Linked DNA regions of Anser cygnoides: region 2 is linked to region 1. A link is a contact called in public Hi-C data. All regions are on one chromosome and are shown on one strand. The core of a region is the stretch at or near the end of the contact, and the rest is flanking DNA. Distances in the headings are between cores, read along the strand shown. Region 1 holds the start of RUFY1 (RUN and FYVE domain containing 1). Region 2 holds the start of SQSTM1 (sequestosome 1).

Evidence for each region. Hi-C and Micro-C count contacts between places; a contact is called where the count stands out from the background.
Region 2: a Hi-C map of liver shows a contact between it and region 1, with 1.9 times the contacts expected there. The contact joins the promoter of SQSTM1 here to the promoter of RUFY1 in region 1. A contact is called at or near these places in 3 of 7 Hi-C or Micro-C datasets (all in liver).

Annotation. Positions count from the first base shown.
Region 1 is chr14:5,611,227-5,618,427 of Taihu_goose_T2T_genome, forward strand. It overlaps RUFY1 (RUN and FYVE domain containing 1), which reads left to right and starts at 2,820. Exons shown (of 18, transcript XM_048057169.2): 1 at 2,820-3,132; 2 at 6,503-6,676; 3 at 7,007-7,124. The coding sequence starts at 2,862. LOC125181970 (a long non-coding RNA gene) reads right to left here and starts at 6,079. Exons shown (of 5, transcript XR_010834957.1): 1 at 5,939-6,079; 2 at 5,714-5,857.
Region 2 is chr14:5,773,644-5,780,844 of Taihu_goose_T2T_genome, forward strand. SQSTM1 (sequestosome 1) reads left to right here and starts at 3,206. Exons shown (of 7, transcript XM_048057319.2): 1 at 3,206-3,474; 2 at 3,584-3,679; 3 at 4,411-4,640; 4 at 4,761-4,917; 5 at 5,976-6,220; 6 at 6,462-6,669. The coding sequence starts at 3,297.

The DNA.
Region 1 (7,201 bases), core at 1,570-4,069:
AATCCTTTTTTTAAGAAAGTTCTTTGATTAGAAGTGATTGGTGATATTAGCTAATTAGCTGCAGGTAGACCAACAGTTAAAACTGTTGTCTCTAGAAGTATGATAACTTAATCACTGTTATAAGGGGGGAATTCATTCAGTGCCATGGAATGTGTTTTGGGTTTTATTGTTTTGGGATTTTTTTGGTGAGTTCCTAACAAAAACATGTTATCATTTGCTAACGTTGTTTTTCCTCAGCTGGCATTCCCTTATTCCAGTGCACAAGGGGAAGAAGGATCTAATGGTTTGTGGAATAGGAGGGAGGGAACAGTATAATGCAAGCTTTGCTGGCAGATGTTACAGGAATGCAAGGTATAACTGACAGCTAATTATAAAGTTCACTTGTTAGCATACTATGGCATTTTTGGCTGAACTAAAATACCTTAAGTGTGTGATTCATTTGAAACATTAAATGGCAAGTGAAGCTTCTTAAACCATTACTCTAAAAATAAATAAATCTGAGATGAAGAGGAATTAACCGAAGACACTGTCTTGGAAAGTGTCATGGTGTGGAAAATTAATATCCCTTTCAAAATCACTGAATGCAAATGATATAGATTCTCCTTTTCTAAAATTAACCATCTTCCATTTTGGCTAGTAAAACTTTTGTCCTAAAGATTCATTTTCCTGATTAAAATATGAGTCCTTCAGGAATAATCTATTTCTGTACTTTAAATTCACTGCTATTTAACTATCTCCAGTTTTATAAATATTTCAATATTTTTCTCTCTCTCTTAAGAAGAAGGAAGAGGGGTGGCAATAAAACTTAAAGCCATGTACAATCTGCATAAAAAGGGAACTGAATTTCACACAGCTCAGACAGCTTCCCGATGACACTTTTTCATTTTTAGAAGCATCTTGTTGATTTCTAAGGATAGGAAAGGCAAATAGCAGTAACTGGGTCACTCAGTTTCCTGACTAACTTTTCAGTGCGTCCTAACATCTTTAAGTCCTCAAAACTTCTATGTTTGTAATTACATGGAACTGATATATATATACTTTGGCACACCTAGAGCTGCGTAATGGGCTCTCAAAAGAAAATGCTGTTTGTCTTCACATGAATGGCAAGAGCTAGACTAGCAGTCTGTAAAGAAGAGACTGCAGTGGTGAAATATCAGCATCTGCAGAAGCCAAAAATAAAAACGAACCTACTTTCAGAGCTAAAAGTGAATAGCGTTATTCATGCATAGTGCCTCTCTTTGACAAAAGGGCAGCTCAAAACCAAAGTAACAAACTTTTTTTTTTTTTTTTTAATGTGCTTAAAGCTGTATCCTAGGTAAACTACATCCTCCGTGGTTGTTTCTTTACTCTGTACACTGAAATGTTTTTTAATAGTGACTTACAGAAAGATGATCACAGACTGTGGTACTTTCAATCACTGTTTTTACAAAGTAGCTAATTGTAAGTCAGTACAGGGAAGTGTAGTGCATCTGTAGCTATTGGAATGACACACTGAGAGGTGAACAGGAGTCTTGGTTTGTTTTTATTTTCAGTAACAAAAACTTTCAAGTCCTATTCTTCAGCTGTATTGAAAAATAATTTATTTAGAAGGTTGGAATCCTGCTTTGCTGCTCTAGCCAGTATGTCCTGACTCTTAATATTGGGTGGATACTAATGGCAGAAAATCAATGTCAAGTCTTACTCAAGTCAAACAGAAGTACATTCATGTCAGCAACAGCAAGAACCTGTGAAGCTATTAGATACTATGGCCATATAAACCCACTGTCACGTACTTCTTGAGTCCACTAGATGGAGTAAAATTTATCTCTGCACCCTTTTAGCAAAAGTAGCTCACAGCCTATACTTAGCTCATATGAATCATGGGTGAATAAGAGGCTGCTGATCTCTGAATTCCCAGCAAAAATGCAAGAGCTTCCTTGTACCTTGTGGAGCTGGAGTTGTTAAACTTTCAGTATCTGAGAAGCCAAGAGGACAAACTCAATCTTAAAACTAGCTTAAAGGAGGAGAATAAATAAGACAAACATGAATATTTCTTTTACTGCAACTGATCTCCAACTCTACTATTCCCTCCCCCCTTCACTCATTTCTTAGGAGGACAAAAAAAAATAAAAATAAAAACTTTCTTCTGTACGGCAAAAAAACTAATGTGCAGCATCTACTACATCATGACTATGTGAGTGCTCTATCTCAGGTACGTACAGTTCCTGGATGGAAAAAATAAACGATAAACCATCAATAGTTGTGACACACACTAAGGCTGTATTTTCATACGAGGGCCATTTCGGTTCCCCTTTATGATACATGTCTTCTACCAACCACAGCCCAAATACATTAAAGAAGTAGTCTTACTGTCTGTAGTTATTTTGTAGTGACAGCGACACAAGCAAGAGCTTTTCACAACAGTGTACCTGTCATTCCTATCCAGCACTTTAATCAAGCTAGGATAACTTGAGTTACAGGCAAAGTAATAAAGATCTTTTTAAGTTTTCATAATACCGCACAAATCCAGGATTTCAAAAGATGGTACAAATTTTCTAATTGAAAGTAATGTTTGGGAAAAGAACGCAATGAAAAAATAATCTGTAGAGCGAATTTTTGTTATTTTGATAACTTGTTTAAAAAGTAAACTCTTGCTCAGTTTACCATGCCCCTCCCTGCTCCCCCCTCCTAAATCTTTAACCCAGAACATGGAACAAACTGCAGAGTTCTGGAAAGGCTCGGCTCGGTCCTGCTGGTGCATGCACCTGCTGTGTAAGAGTCAAGGGGGCTGTGGGTACCTGGTGCCTGCCCTGCAGCCAGCGGGCAGGGCGTGGGGCTGCTGCCTGGAGTGCGCCTGATCAGGGTCATATGACAGAGCGAAGATGGCTGACGGGGAGAAATGCACTGCTGCTGCTGCGGGAAGGCAAGAAGACTTTGAGATCATTGACAAAAACCAGATTCCTAGCGCAACCCAGCTGAAGAACGAGGAAAAAGAGAAAGCGGCAGAAGAAGCGAGGTGGTCTGCTCCGATCTTGTCGCTGGCTAAGAAAGCCTCGGAGAACTTAGCGCTGAGCTATGGCAACGCTCTGAAGTCTGCAGCTTTGGTAGGATTCATATCCAAACCAGTCAGCAATGACAACACAGCAAAAACAAGTATGGTTATGTTTATTTAGTACCCTTGCTTTTATGCTGCGCAAATAAGTTAGCTCCCGTAAGTGGCGTTTCTTAGGGAGTGATGCGTTGTTGTTACTTGGAGTTTGTTGTTAAATATCTGATGCTGCAGGTTTTTATTTAAAGGAAATTATAATGAACAACATAGATGTGGAATTAACAAAATATATTATAACCAGAAGAATCCTAAACTGTTAATATGTCTGGGAAAGTTGACTTTATTTTTTGTGTGGTAGGCTTTTATTAATTCTATTTCTCCCTCTCCCTTTAAATTCAGCTCAGCAGCCTGCTTGTGCTAGGAAGGGTAACAAATCACTTGCTGTGGGGGCTGGCTCAGGGGAGGAACTATGCTGATACTTCTTGCATAGTTTTAATGTCAGAAAGTGGACAATTGGACTAAAACAGATTTGTTATAAATCAACTATCCTAAAAATAGCTTTACTTAATTACAGCTTGCTTTACTAAACATCTGTATTCATCAGTATTGTAACCCTACGGATTTATGGAACAGATTTCTTAAAATGGAGTTAAGAAGGCTTTAGTGGGATCCTTACAGAAATTAGATCTCAGTAATACTTAGAGCATGGAAACAAAACCATTCAGATGTAGGAATGGGATGTGTTAGTCTTGTATTCCAGGCTCCCAGGCTAGTTCTTGATGGTTTGGGACCAGTGGAACTCAGTTATGCTAACTGGTTCAGGCCTTCTTGTTTTCAGTATTAAGTATTCAAGCTGCATTTCTCTGGGGATGAACCATAACTACATGGTGGAATAAATCATTGTTGATGGACTTTTTTTTTTTTGATGAAAATACTTCAGTGTTACATAGGCACGTAGCAAGAGTTCAAGATTAATCATGTCCTGAAAAAATATAGATTCCTATCTTTTTGTGCACTACAGTCTCACAGCAAACCTAGATGCCAATCTTGAGCACCTGGGATTTAACCTGAGGCAGAATATCTCACTACCTTCAGCTGCATTTGAAATAATGCTCTGAATAGACATAATTCAACACAACACACGGTATTTGGTGAGAAGTTGGGAAAACAATGTTCTCCTTCTTGAAGCAAAGCTCCCAAACTTAATGAGACTTTTACCACAACCCTTCAGCCTCCTATCTCTAAAGTAAGGGAATACAATGCTACCTTCCCAAATTGTTCTAAGTATCTTGATAACATGTTGATGACTTACAGAAAATTCCAGAAGAAAAACTCGTTCATAACTTACGTGATTTAGTGTCTGGTCACATTATATCTATTCAGCCCTCCTGTATAAAGAGCTTTCATATCAACTTTGACCAAGCACTATATGTATTCAATTTAAAGCACATATTTTTTAATAATATGTGGTCTGCCAAACTACTTGTGGAGAACTAGATAAAGAAGGCAGCAGGGAACAAGCTGTTAAGAGTATTTATAACCTCTACCTCCTATTTCAGATCTGTTGATCACGTGTAAATACTGCTGCACACTACACACTCAGCTGGACAGATAGAAAGGGGAAGGTACATCATAAACCCATTTTCTGCCTTTGATGAAACTATCTTGCCTGGCTGGGAAGGCAGGAGCTACAAATCTAAAGAATATGAGTCAAGAAAGACTATGTGTCTTAAAGACCAAAAGATGGAGAATTGTCAGCTTTTCTTCAGGCTTCAGTATTTTCCTACTTCAAGGTGTGCTAAATAGTGTACAGTAAACAAGGCATGGGGCTTCAAAATGATGATTAAAAAATCAGTTGATTAAGAGACTGTCTGATCATGTTTTGAAAAAGATTGCAGCATATGTCTGGGATCTTTTGCACTTGCGTAATGCTTTCTAATCTTTGAGGTTTGACTTTCATAATCTGCCTAATACCTGGATACTTTGCACGTACCTACTAGTACATAGTTTTGCAAAAGGTGTATTTGACTGTGTAAATTTGCAACAGTCAAAACAATTGTTCAAATTATTATTTAAACTTAATACAAATCTTTAAGAAGACCCTGTTTAACTAAAATTTGAGTTCATAAAGAACATTTCATACACATTATTAATTTTTTAAGTCTTGTGAATAATACATGTGTATCTCTTGAGCAAGTCTTACAAGCTAAACATTTCTGATAAGTTCAAATTCAGGAAACACCCAAAATAACTTGATGAGCGGCTACTGAATACTTCAACAAAGCCACAGATTTCCTATTTCTAGTGAGGTTTTCTTTCTGTTTTTAATGTATAACTTGACAATGCTGAAATCAAAATTCAAAATACTACAGCCCTTAAAATCTTCAGTCTCATCTCAGACATTACAAGTAATTTTGAGGCATCCACTACATTGACTGAAGATATTGAGAGAGGCAGGCTACTGGGAAGACAAGAGCTCATGTGCTCCATTATTACTGATATCAATTTGATTAGGATAGCTGTTTTCACGCTTTTCATAAGGAAAATTTTTGCTCAATCTTAATTCTAGATTACCATCCTGTTCAGAAGAAGGTAATGATGAAAATTAGTATCTGGATAGACTTCTGCATGCTGTTAGTATTAGTTCTATCAATCTTGCATGTGATTAACATAGGGGGGGTCTACCTGTTGCACTTGGTCTTCTGTAACTGCTGTTTCTGCGGGGAGTATGGCCCCATTTGATGCACAGCTGACACCAGGAATCTCCTAACGCAACGTCCCTGTCTCAAAAGATCACTTAGGTGTAGTGGTGGCAGCATCTGTCAGCACCTGTGTGAAGATAAAGTGGCAGCTGGCAGCCTGCCTGCCTGCCTTTTTTTTTTTTTTTTTCTCGCTTGTTTTGTTTCTTACCCCTCATTCAGGAGGAGCACATCTCTCCCCTAGCACGAGGGGGGGAGCCTCACAGCAGGGCACTGAGGCCCCTGAAGGCTGCGGGAGTCGGCGGCGCAGCTCCCTGAGGAGCCGAGGCCGCCAGGCGGGGGAGCCGGCGGCACCGCGGCGCGGCCCCAGCTCGCTAAAATGGCGGCGGCCTCGCGAGCACCGCGAGAGGCGCGGGGCGGGAGGCGGGGTTGCCGTGGTAACGCAGGAGCCATGGGGCCTGGCCTCGGGGGCAGCCCCTGCCCCGCAGGTAGGGCCGGGGGCGGCAGGGCCGGGGATGGTGGGGGCTCCCCCGGTGCTGGGGCTCCCCAGGCCGCCGTGGTTCTCCCGCCGTCCTCGGTTCTGGAGCTCCGCGGTCGTGCGGTGAGGGGGGGGCGCTCCCCAGCGCCTCCGGAGCCGCTCACCTCAGCAAGATGGAGGCCGAGATGGGGAGACAGCGCTCCCCGCAGCGCCGGGAGGGGGCAGGAGGAGCGTGTTGCTGAAAGAAATAAAAATAGGAAACGCTTTTCTTTTTTCACCCCTGTCCCCGCCGCCCAGGTGTGCGATACCACGCCATGGAGGAGCGCGCCAACCTGATGAACATGATGAAGCTCAGTATCAAAACCCTCATCCAGTCGGCCCTCAGCCTGGGCCGCACGCTGGACTCGGACTTCCCTCCCTTGCAGCAGTTCTTCGTGGTGCTGGAGCACTGCCTCAAGCACGGCCTGAAAGGTGGGCACCCGCTCCCCTGTGGTCTGACTGCCACGCTGAGGAGAGGCAGATAACGGGGTCTGTGTCGTGTCTCCGGTGTGACTTCTTGTGTGGTTAATGTCAGTTGCATACCATGAACCGTGCTAGGCAGCCTTCCCGATTATAACTGTGTTTTTACCCTCTGGCATATGCCGTGCCTCCTAAACTGTCAAAGTATTTTTAATGCCCCGTTTCTATTGACATATTAGGAGCTGGCAAGGTGAAGTAAAATGTGGACTAAGATTTCTGATTCTGGGTTGGAGGTGGAAGCTTGTCGGTTCTCATCACAAACTTCTCTGTACACTCCCTTAGTGAAGAAGACCTTTATTGGGCAGAACAAGTCGTTCTTTGGTCCTTTGGAGCTTGTGGAAAAACTTTGTCCTGAAGCATCAGATATAGCGACTAGTGTTAAAAATCTGCCAGAGTTGAAGTAAGTTGATTGTTGGGGATTATGTGTTTCACTTATACTGCCGGGTAAAAGAATCCTTTGGATAGTCTCTTGCACTC
Region 2 (7,201 bases), core at 1,956-4,455, 160 kb after region 1:
ACAGCAAAAACCCAGCGTGGCTTTCCCTTCCGCCTGCACTGTAGAGAAAGGCAGATTTCTGCATCCACTTTTCCAGAGCAATGTTTCTGATTATGACCCTTTCACCCAAGAAGAGTGATATTTCTATATTAAAAAGAGCTAGATTTCTATATTAATGTACTATGCATATTTATGTGTATAGATGTATACAAATATGTATATATTTCTAAAGTCACAGCAGCAGGAGACGGCTGAATGTACGGTGAGCGTGACCGACCCTCACAGCCCAGCTTGGCTCGGCCAAGAGCTCTTCCAGGGCCGGGTGCCCCGAGCACCCTGCAGCAACACCGGGGCCTCTGGCATCGGCTGAAACCAGCACAGAAGCAGACGAGCAGCGTTTCCGCTGGGCTGGAGGAGAAAGGAAGCTGTCACGGGACAGGACTGAGTCACCACTGTCTGACCCCGCACATCCAGAGGATCCCGTGCCTCTCCAGAAGCCTCCGGAAAGAGCCGGCGCCTGCTCGCTGCGGGGTGCCGCGCCGTCCCTCCAGGGCCAGGGGTCCGTGGGGGGGCACCCCCCTGCCCCGCCAAACAGAAGCCCCCTTGGGTAGTGACGGGGGAACTGATGGGGCCTCAAGCCAAAGCTGTGAGTTAGAGAATAATTCCCTCTGAGAAATTACCAGCAGCCTCTGTCGTGGTCTGCAAGCGTGGAAAAGAGCAGACCCCCTCCCCTCCCCCCCCCGCCAATCCCACCGGGACTTTGCTGTCAGCACGAAAAGCTTGGCCATAAGGAGCACTGCTGGTGATCATGCCCTCAGAGCAAGCATCTCACCAAATATTTTTAAACACTTCCCAGCAGAAAGTGGGTGGAGAGAGAAAGCAGAGAGCTGCAGGGATGCTAACTGCTCCTTTTTGAGCCCTTCCTCTGTAACTTCGATATTTTCAACTCGAACAGCTTTTTTCCCATCCCCTTTGCTGTCCCTCTGCTACATCCATCTGTGTAGCTGCTCAGAAACTAGGGTTGCCAAACCGCTTTTTTCGGCAGGGGTTGCTGCGATCGAACGCTATGGAATTCCTAAAGAACCGTAAGAAAACATCCACGAGGCCAGTTCTTCACGCTGGGAATCCCACACCCGGGTCCTCCAGAAAACAAGAGGGAAAAATGCCCCAGGCTAATTCGAGCTCCAGCCAAATCTCAGGCTGCAGAGCTGTGCGCAGGCAGGGTTTGGTGGGGAGCCATCCGTCCATCTGTCCAGCTGTGGAGGCAGAAGGACACGTTTGGTGAGTGCCACGGGAATGGAGCCCAGCTCCTTGCATCTCCCTCCGGGGGCTGAGAATCCCCCGAGGGCACATCCAAGGGCTTGGGCACTAGGAAATGCTGGGAAATCCCCGACCTGGAGGAGGAGGAGGAGGAGGAGGAGGAGGAGGAGGGGACACGCTGAGTCACCCTGTCCCGTGATCGGTGAGCTAAGTTAATCACAGGCTGGTGAAAGCCTTGTTTTCTTTATGTTTTGAAAAAAGTGCATGATGTCACGGCCAGAAAGCTGAGCGTGACTCAGCAGAAGCCACCAGGAGAAGGGAAATTCTCCCTGGCTTTTGGCCCCTTCCATATTTGCCAGCTGGATTAAAGTTCACAAGGAGGAAAAATAGGATTTCTGGTGTTAACGTGGTGCATCGACTGATAGTTATAAATGCATCTATTAATGTGGAGGCAAAACCAGCGTGAAAAGACCCAGCAGCATGGGGACAGCCCGTGGTGCCTCAAACACCCGGGCAGGGTGATGGAGAGGGGAGTAAGGAATCGGCCCTGCCAGCACGAGAGCAACTCGGTGCCTCAGGAATGACTGTGACGGAGCTGGTTCCCAAAAGACAGGTCTCTGGCTCTGTAAATGAGACCAAAAGTGGCCGTTGGGGTCTTCAGAAATAGGGCATGAGATGGCTGTGCTGGAGGTGACGCTTGGCAAGGCAGATTCAGCACAGAGTCCTGTACTGCGTGCCCTGCTACTGCCTGCCCCTCTTCGGATTTTATGGAAAAACAAAACAAAACAAAAACACACAACGATATCAACCTAGCAAACTTCACCAACATTTCCAGAAATAAGGCTAGACACAGCAAAGAGATGAAAGGGAAGGTGCGCACCCAAACCTCCCAGTATTTTGTGCTGTGAAACCTTCCCTGAGCAGCAGCATTCATGTCTAAACATGAATCCTCTGGTGTTTAAAGTTTAACTCATCACCTCATGGTGAAGTAACGGCCACATCATGCACAGGAATCAACATTCTTAGAAAATATTTGAAGTTAGAAAGGGCAACCCTTTGTACTATAAATACTGCTTTCCAGAAAAGGGTTGTGATTTCAACATCGCCAAGCGTGTGCCAAAAAAGTACCCGTGTGGCCCAGTGCTTTAGCACAGGTACTGCAGGTCAAGATATACGCTACCTGCCCACCACGGAGGTGAAAACTTTCCCTCTCTTGGTTGTGAAGGGCGGTAAGTCTTGACACGTGTTCCCTAGGTTTTCATTACAGAATCCCAGAATCATTAGGGTTGGAAAAGAGCTCCAAGATTACCCGGTTCAACCATCCTTAGGGACATGGTTTAGTGGGTGACGTTGGCGGTAGGGTGATGGTTGGACCAGATGACCTTGAAGGTCTCTTCCAACCTTAACGATTCTAGGACTCTGCGATCCCCCTACCGCCAATGCCCCCCAGTAACCACGTCCCCAAGCCCCACGTCCCACCTTCCCTTGAACGCCCCCGGGGACGGTGACCCCACCACCCCCCTGGGCAGCCCATCCCAACACCTGACCGCTCTTTCCGAGAAGAAATGGTTCTGAATTTCCAACCTGGCCCTCGCTGAGGCCAAGGGGACCAACAAGAACCGGGCTCCGAGGGCCCCGGGGCGCGAGGAAATCAGCGCCGAGGGGGGGCCCGATAATGGTGGAGCCAGCCTTACCTAATCACTGGGGGCGGGGCATGAGGGGAAAGGGGGGGGCGTGGTCTGATAGCAAGGGATGACGTACATGGACAGGTGGGCGTGGCCTGGTGCGATACATATGGACAAGTGGGCGTGGCCTGGGGCAAACGGGAGACATATATGGTCAAGTGGGCGTGGCCTGGGGAACATCGGGACCACATATATGGACAAGTGGGCGTGGCGTGCGACTGGGGGCGGAGCTGGGGCGCAGGGGGCGTGGCGCGGCGGCGGCGCTATAAGGCGGGGGGCGCGCGGCCCGGCTCCCGCCCCGCCCCGCGCCGTTCCGTGCCGAGCCGCCCCGCCCGGCCCCGTCCCAGCGGCAATTCCTGCTGCGCCACAGCCATGGCGGCGCTGACGGTGAAAGCCTACCTGCTGGGCAAGGAGGAGGCGGCCCGCGAGATCCGCCGCTTCTCCCTGCAGCCCCCCGTCCGCTACCAGGCCGTCTGCGAGAGGGTGGCCGAGCTCTTCCAGGGGCTGCTGCGGGCCGGGCCGCCGCCGGCCTTCCGGCTGCACTACCGGGGTGAGGGGGGACGCGGGGGGCGGTTTGCCCGGGGGGTGGTGGGGGTGGGGGTGGGGGTGTCCCCCCCCCCGGCCGGGAGCCTGACCCTGCCCGTCCCCTCCCCCCGCAGATGAGGACGGGGACCTGATCGCGTTCTCGAGCGACGAGGAGCTGGAGCTGGCCATGCCCTACGTGCGGGACGGCGTCTTTCGCGTTTACATCAAAGGTAACGGCTACCGGGGGAGGCAAGGCACGGCTCTGATGTAAGCTGCGGCTCCCCGGGGAGGTGAATTGAGGGGCGGGGAGGGGGCTGGAGGGGAGCCCAGGCTGCTGAGGGGAGGTGGGCAGACCCCAGGCCGCCTCCTAGCTGTGTCACTCCTGGCACAGTGACAGCCACCTCCCCGCAAACCCTTCCCACCACTGGTGTCCTCAGCAGTCACAGGGACACGCTAGGAAGCCCAGATGGCAGCTTAATTGTCAGTGTGCTGTTGTGCCCTAGTCCCTTCTGTTCGCTCAGACACCTGCAGAGCTTTATCAGCAGCTCACCTACTGACTCACACGGGCTGTCACTCATCTCCGTGCTCATCTGCTGTGCCCCCTGGCACTCCTTCTGAACTTCCTCCCGAGAAACATTCTGTCCTCGCAGAGCTTAGGGAGGTAGGACGAGACGCCAAATGGGGTGGTGCTGTGCTAATCTAGAATAAATATGGAAAGATAGTGCTAGGGATGAGGTATGCTCATTTGGAGGAGCAGGTATGTCTGTGAAACCCCCTCATGCTTGGTTTAAGTTCTCTTACGTGCCCCCGGCTTGTGTTTGGCAGCCAGTGTAAAAGTAAACTGAGCTAGTAAGTCAATACTGCTGTGACAAGGGCTGTTTGTGTTTCCTTCTCCTCTGCCCGATTTCCAACCTTTAAATAGTAACCTTGTTCTTGATGCAAAGTTCCCTTTGCTTAATAGAGAAAAAGGAGTGCAGGCGGGAGCATCGCTCGCAGTGCAGCCAGGAGCCTCCCCGTGATATGGTGCACCCCAATGTCATCTGTGACGGCTGCGAAGGGCCGGTGGTGGGTGCTAGATTCAAGTGCACCGTCTGTCCAGACTATGACCTGTGCAGCACCTGTGAGGGTAAAGGCATCCACAAGGAGCACAACATGGTGATGTTTCAAAGTCCACTGCTAAATCCGTTTGAGGTGAGTAAAATCTATGGAGTGGGACTAATGCATGGGGTATTCCCCAAATGTAAGCACTAAGCTTAATTTACTTGGAATCTGTCTGCGTGAACATGGTCACATGAACGTTACCCTTCACAGTGGCTTCCCCGAGGACGCTGGCTCCGTAAAATGCGGCATGGTGTTCCACCCTTCCCGTGGATGCACTGCTGGGGGTATCCTGGCCCCGCAGGTCCATGCCAAAACTCGGAACGAGCCCAAGCCAGTGCTGCTGCCTCCAGTCCACCTGCTGCGGAAGGTAAGAGGAGATGCTCTGGTAAACAAGGTGGTGGTGGAGGAGCTGGAGTAGGTGGGACTCTGCAGCAGTGTGGAATCTGGGTGGGGAAAAAAAGGCATGGAAACTAATCTAATTTGCTTAAAATAACAAGGACATCTTGGGACAGAGTGCAGTTTCTCTTAAGGTGTGTTTAGGGCCCATGCAATAATAGATGAGGCTGTAGAGAGACTACTTAGAATGAAACCAAGCAGAGCTGTTAGCTCAAGCATGTCACTACTGTGCTCTAGATCTGCCTTTCAGCATGGATAATGAGCCTTAACAATGCTAATGCCACTGGTTTATTGTTCCAGAGGTGGCTCAGAGTTAGATTTGGTCTTTATACTTACTGCTTTTGTGCAGTGTAGATGTTTCTCAGAAAACAAGCACTGAGAACTCTTGGGGATATGCTCTGTAGGTGCTCTTTTCCTTTGGGCTGCTATATGTACTAATATGAATTGTTCTTCTAGAAGCTTCTACTAACAGCCCACCTCAGGACCCCAATGTCACCTTCTTAAAGAATGTTGGGGAGAGTGTTGCAGCTTTTCTGAGCCCTATGGGTAAGTTACTTATGGTGTCATCCACATCCCTGAGACTGGCTTAGCTCCTTCCAACAGGAGCAGCAGCCAGCTGTCGTGGCTGATGGCATCGCTTCATGCTACTAAGCCTTGAAGCTTTAACTTTATTCCTTGTACTAAAATTGCCTAGGCTTAGGACATCTGCTTAGTACCTTTTTAGAGTCCTCCTGTGGAAGGAAGTAAGGAGAGATTTCATTAACATGTCACCACTAACATTAAGTCAGTGGTGACTTGGGGCTGTGCCTTGCTCTGCAGATATATGTAAGTTCTGCCTTGACTTTAAATGTATGTCTGCCCATCTAGAGGAAGGTGATTATGCGGTGCTTCCCACTTCAATTCCTGCATGTTAAACGGGAAACTGGAAGATTACAGTAATGTTACAGCATTTATACTAGGATTAATGCATGCTTTAAGACTGCTTTTGAAATTCTTCTAAGATTTTCTTGGTCTGAAATATGTTCCTAGGTATTGAAGTTGATATTGATGTGGAACATGGAGGACAGAGAAGCAAAGTGACTCCTGTTTCTCCCAATCTGGAGAAGAACAATGCTGAGTCAAGCAGCGGTACCCCTGACCAGAACGCTCAGACCAAACCATACTGGAATAGCACAGATTCTGTTACAGTAGTAAATACGGTTGCAGAGCAGATACAAGATATGGTGATAGATCCTGTGCCCACGCAAATGGAAGATGGCAGCTTCCAGACCCAGGTACAAGAACCATGGCATTAATGTGCTCGCTGAGGCTTTATTGAAAAGAACGCCTTTCAGCCTTTGTTGTAGGGTTGATTATTGGAGTGTCAGTGCTTAAGTGATGCACAGCACCTCAGCTTTACTGATTTACAGCAAAGGTGATGGGACTTGTGAATGTAAAGCTTCATATTATAGATAGGAGCATGCATCCTACCTGGAAAACACTGCAGCACCTGGACTTTGTTTCTTCCCGTTTCAGGAACACAGTGAGTCTAGCAGTTCATCAGGGGGTGATGAGGACTGGACCCACTTGTCTTCCAAAGAAGTGGATCCTTCCACAGGTGAACTGCAGTCTCTCCAAATGCCAGAGACAGAGGGTCCCAGCTCCCTGGATGTATCTCAAGATCCTCCACAGCCAGGACCTACGGGACTGCGAGAGGCCGCGCTCTACCCACATCTCCCACCAGGTATGAGAATGTAGGTTTCATAATTCTGAGTAACTTCCACTCAGAAATTGCCAACTTGCCCAGCATAAGCAAATGTACTTAGAGATGGTAGGAACCAAGCTCATGTAAGTTAGAGGTGACCTTGTTAGCTGGTATGGCAGCACTCTGCACCTTGTTAGAAGCAGGTTGTTCTCCGCTTGAATGTGGGCAGCTAAGTCTTAAAGACTTCAGACTTAGGCTAGTACTAATACACTATTCAAGCAACATGAAAAAGGTGGTATTGCAAGTCCTGTCCTTGCTGTGTACTCTTAAGAGTCTTCTAATGTAAGATGCAGACAGTACATCCTGTGACTTACAACACCTTTATGGCAGGAGCTAGTTAATATGCCAGGTGTAACTTAACTGAAACCAGCAGCCCTGAGGCTCACAGTAAGGCTGGCTGAATCTGACTCAGCAGGGTTCTGACTCTGCAGTTTTCTTAGCAGGTTACATATGTTTTATTTCAAAATGTCTGTTCTCCTAGGAGACAAAGGAGAAAACATCTTCCAGCACT